2 separate regions of the Drosophila melanogaster genome follow, and region 1 is linked to region 2. Evidence: chromatin contacts called from public HiChIP or PLAC-seq data. All regions are on one chromosome and are shown on one strand. Each heading gives the region's core, a stretch centred on a gene start, on an enhancer-like site or on the middle of the called end of the contact. The rest is flanking DNA. Distances are from core to core; before and after follow the strand shown.

Region 1 (2,700 bases), core at 70-2,569, 3.1 Mb before region 2:
CCGAGATATTTTTATTAAGCCGGCCACTCCAGTTAGCCTTACATATTTCCGAATGTTAGTAGTGTCTGTAGGGGTCTACCGAACTCGGACAAAATTGAAAATAAAAATTTTATTTAATAAGGTACATACATACATACATAGTACATATGTAAATAGAAACAAACAGCCAACGGAAAATTACCAGGAAGAGCCGTACTGCCTTTTTAAATTGAACAACTAGCAGCATTCAGAAAAAATTAAAAGCAGAGAACATCATTAATCATCCTTTGCAGGCGGCCAAAAGAGAGCATCTCCCTAATTGAGAACAAGAGAACATAACAGAAGAAAATGTTAATCATGTATGGGAAAAACAAAAAAGAAAAGAGAATTGTCGAGAAGAGTAAAAGGGTATACTAGATTCGTTAAAAAGAATGTAACAGGGAGAAGGAAGCGTTTTCAACCATATATGTATATGTATATGTACATGTACTTGTATATGTACATGTGTATATATGTATCGTGATCAGGATCAATCAGGACCAGTCGAACTGGTCATGTCCGTCTGTCTGTCCGTCCGTATGAACGTCGAGATATCAGAAAATATAAAAGCTAGATTCTAGAGACATTAGACGCAGCGAAAGTTTGTTCCCCATGATGCCACGCCCACAAACCTCCCAAAACTGCCACGCTCACACCTTTGCATAATGTTTTGATAGTTTTCCATATTTCTATGACTCTTGTTAATTTTTATCGATATGATAAAAATTCCCACTCTAATGCACCAAAACTGACACTCCCACACTTTTGAGAAATGATTTAATTTTTTTGTATTAAACCAGTTGTTTTTCCAATTTATAGATATGCCGAAGATATGCTATCTTAAACCGCCCAATATATCCTGCCCAGACCTTAGAGAATTAAAATTAATTTTTTCCCACCAATTTCTACTAATGTTCGTGAAAAATGTTGAAAAGTCTCGTCCCACTTGGACTTGCTGAATAACGGGTATCTGATAGTCGGGGAACTCGACTATAGCGTTCTCTCTTGTTTTAAATTAATGACATACATACTCAAAACAATGCACGATCAAAACAGCAAAATGATTTCTTTGTGCAGTTGCAACTTAAGAGCAATGAAAACTGAGCGCGGCTTCAGCGCGCTCTTTGAAAAGAGTTCCCTAATGCCGCGCATCGGCTCTTTTCTCTCGGCTAAGATCATTGTCGAACGCGCGTACATATACATATATACAGTACATGTATATTTATATCTGACCACTCTCTGTCTGTCGCAGCGACTGCGGCGCCGACGTCGACGCCTGCGACGACACGTTTCGAAGCCGCTTCTCATTCAAAAAACAACTGTGAACGTGATCGGTAACGGTGCGTGTTCTCTTGTCCGCCCGCTACAGTCTCTTCAAAAAAAAAAACTTAAAAGAAATGAGGGGGGAAGAAAGCGGATAAAAATCACCAACAATAGTAGCAAATGAAAAAAGTAAAGTAACACTATCATTTCGATTGAATTTGTAACATAAATTCGATATTTAAGAGACATGTGCAATCGGTCAAAACGTGGCGCATATAACTTAAAAGCAAATAGTAACATGGGAATATAAATTTGTAATATACATAAATATCTTCTGATTGTGTCCCTTAAAAACGTTTCTTCGTGTGCTTTTATTTTATCTAAATTTGACCCGATTTTAATTTGAATTTGAACAAGAACCTAAACTAAAACAAAACAAAAAAACATTCGAATGCTTATCTGTAAAAGGAAACAGGAAAGAGAGAACGAACGAAGTGAAAATAAAGTAGAATAAAATAAAATACATACTACGAGGCATGTATAAATATACTACGCTTTTGTGTTTATACTACATTGTGAAACAGTTGTCGTTGTACTTGTTGTTGTCTTTACAGCAACAGGCGTCCGATAATTTATAATCTTAAAAATATATGTGCGCCGTACATATAGATTCGCCTACTGAAAAACCCGAGATCAACTTTAAAATACTAGTACCAACCATAATTTGAAGCTTAGCTTTGAGTTATAAATATTTAGTTAACGTTATTTCACAATGATATATATTAAATATCTACAATATTTCACAATCTTAAGCTATTTTCGGTGCACATGTAGGCATTATTTTTGAATTGCACTCAATGTTGCATACAAAATAATTCTCTTTCGTTTTTCCCAAACAGGATGTTACCATTGATACCTTTTGAAGTCGATTTGTTGTAGTGTGTTTTTTTTTCGTGTGCGCAAAAGTCTTTGTGAATTATATGATAATACATGTGATACAGTTGGAGAAATAAAATAGATAAATCAACAAAATCGAATACAAAACCGTGTTGTCCTAATGAGCCTAACAACTGCAGCGAAAAATGAAAGGCAGCCAGCGACGGGAAAACTTTAAGCAACTGAAAAAAATTTAGTATCTTACAAGTTTGAACTGGCTCTTACCAGCAAGCCAATCAACACATACATATAAAATTCTTAATAAACCAAACAAAAAATTAAGCTCAACCGCCATCAAATCGAAATTCAAAACGAGCCAATTTGTGGTGTTTATTATTTATTTGTATGCTAATTTATTTTTACAACAACTTGATATTAACCCACAATCAAAGAAAAACAAAAGTGGGGAAAAGACAAAGAAGAAGCAACTAAAAGCAAAAGCAGCGCACCTTCTTCGGCATCTTTGTTTTGGGATATAAAACA
Region 2 (2,700 bases), core at 189-2,688:
AGCTGCGTTTACCCAATTTCCGGTGTCACTTTGCCTTGTCGCACTATGTGGCAACTCTACGACTTTGTGACATTAATTAATAAATGAAAAAAGGTAGTTAAGATAAGAACAAAAAGCTATAATAAAAGATATATATACATATATTCCCACTTTCAATACAATCATCCGTTAGATTCAAATAGTATAATTCGTATACTCTTACTTTTAGTAGTAAAAATTGTAAGTTAACATTACACAGAAATAAATGTCTCGTAAAACAACCAATTCATTAAATTGAACCAAAATTTGGATCTACAAATAAGCATTTTACAGTGCTACACAACTGAAATGTACGTTTTGAGTAAGAGCGCCTTTTTGTAATAGTACAATCAGCATAACCCTCTAATTATCGGTATGCCGCACTAGAAGATTTATTTGTGTTTTCAATACATTGTGGATAAAATTAGATTAAGATTATCCCCTTTCACACCCTGTACGTAAATCACTGTTACCCTTTCTCTATATTTGTATAATCTAGTTTGATAATAATGAAATGGACACAGGGCACACTACTGTTACTTCGCATAGTTTTTCTGCGAGTGTAGCCTCTGCCTCAGCCGACGGCTCTGCCGCCGCGATGTTTTCTTCTCTGCTCATTTCGCTGTTCGTGTTCCATTGCCATTTTACTGCACTTCCCATTCGTATGCGTTAGTATGCGTGTGTGTGAGCTGCATTGTTTGCATTTCAAATTGAATTCCTTTACATTTTCAACTCCTTTTCGTGTCGCTCTCCCTCTCTCTCCCTTTCTCTTCCTTTGCCACTGCTTAAAAATATGCGATGGCATTTGGTTGTTGGTGCGTTCTGCATCTGCTGTTTTTTCTCTCATTGTTGTTTGGCTGTTGTTATTGTTTTTGTTGGCCAGCAAGCATTTTTCAATTATGATCGAGCAGTATTTGTCGCTCGTTTTGTTGTTTTGGTTTGGCTTAGTTGCCCATTGTGTTTTTCCATCGGCGTTCGTATCTGTATCTGTATGTGAATTTGTGTACTTAGTTTTTGTGATGGTTTTCTCGCATTTCACCCTGTTTTAAGAGGCTCTACGATCATTATTTTGCTTGCCGGCTGTTCGGCTCTTCCGTTTCTTCTTCTCCCATCGATCTTCTCTTTCTTCCCACCACCCATTCCCATCCCAATCCATCTATCACTATCACTCTCTTCTTCGCGTTTCTGCTGCTTCGTCTTCTTCTTCTTTTGGCGCGAGTAATTGAAATCGTAACTGGCAAAAATAAAAATCTTTGAGATATGCAAATGAGAACTGAAACTCAAGGCGCTGATGAGGAAGAAGCAGAGCACGATGAAGAGAGCGCTGTGAAAGATGATGAAGAAGAAGAAGAAGTGTTGGGCAAACAAGCGGAGATTGGGAAGAGAAAACGAAAGAAAACGCCAGGGACGAAAGAGAGTAAGATATAGATATTGTGCAAACGAAAACAGCCGACAAGCAAACAAGGCAACAAACGCAGCAACAACAACAGAAAGAAAAACAACAACAATGGCCCACCACAGCGATCCGCACAAAGTATTAATAATAATATGAATAATAGTAATAATAATGATCATATCTGGATGTATAGATGTACATAAATTGGTAAAGATGCGCCGATCAAAATCAACATATGTACATACTTTTTCCATTGGCAGATACAAGATTAAAAGATTGTATTTAATTTGCTTACAAGTTACATATTGTATATAAAAATGTGTTATGATATACTCATGTACCGGGTACAAAAATCGTATTACTTGAAAATATCTTTAAAATCAACCCTATAAAGTCGACAATATTCAACGCGAATGTTTTTATAGGATCGTATGTACATACATATGTACATATGCATGTATGTACATATACTTATGTACGTACATACATATGTACACAGGTATGTGGTACAATCCTTGAGTTTTTTACTATTAATTGGATTTTTTTTTCAAGAATCTACATACATATACATACTTTTAGAAAGTTTAGAAGGTTTATTTTCACAGTTTTATAGAGGAGATCTATAAAACTAAGATACCCACTTTTAGAGTATAGAAAGAAAAGTGAGCAATTTCTGCTGTGTAATTCATAATTACCGTGTGAAGAGTAAATACTAGATAATAGCATGCGTTTACATAGAAATCTACACAAGTACATATGCAAGTATATAAACAAATAAGTCTTCATGTACATACATATGTCAACAAATTTGAAAGTTGTGGTAAAATCCTCTCTATTTGATTTTAAACATACACTTACATTTAATTGATCAACTTTGCTTGCAGGATTCAATAATGAAACAGTGATGGCATAAACAAAGCTAATGTTTTATTTTAATTTAATTCAAAAACATATTGTTACTGCACACGACAGTGGTGAGTTACAGCATTGAAATCCTGCATACACGTCGCTAGATTGCATTATTGAGAATTCAAAGTTACAGGTGTAAGTTGCCCATCGTCCCGCGCAATTAAGAGAAAAGAGGGAAAAAAGTGACGGCGCTGGGACGGACATCTGTACCTGCTCAATTAAAAAGTCATTAACTGCGGCACACAAGTTGCACGCAGAGGAACCAAAAACCCGACCCGAGCGATAGAAGGACTGTGATTGACACCAGCACGCAAGATCCACCCTCCCTTCTCCGGCCGTCTGTCTATCTGTCCGTTCGTCTGTCCGTTCGTCTGTCC

What was found. HiChIP or PLAC-seq counts read pairs in DNA pulled down with a chosen protein or histone mark.
Region 1: a Psq HiChIP or PLAC-seq map of the Kc167 cell line shows a contact between it and region 2, with 5 times the contacts expected there. The contact joins the promoter of fog here to the promoter of lncRNA:CR44885 in region 2. A contact is called at or near these places in 4 of 107 Hi-C or Micro-C datasets (the Kc167 cell line and wing imaginal disc) and 1 of 6 datasets of contacts at active chromatin or transcription factors (the Kc167 cell line).

What each region holds. Positions count from the first base shown.
Region 1 is chrX:22,853,813-22,856,512 of dm6, reverse strand. It overlaps fog (folded gastrulation), which reads left to right and starts at 1,319. Exons shown (of 3, transcript NM_001272855.2): 1 at 1,319-1,470. All of the region lies in intron 1 of CG42346, which reads right to left.
Region 2 is chrX:19,786,894-19,789,593 of dm6, reverse strand. It overlaps lncRNA:CR44885 (long non-coding RNA:CR44885), which reads left to right and starts at 1,438. Exons shown (of 3, transcript NR_123962.1): 1 at 1,438-1,552; 2 at 2,299-2,388; 3 at 2,451-2,700.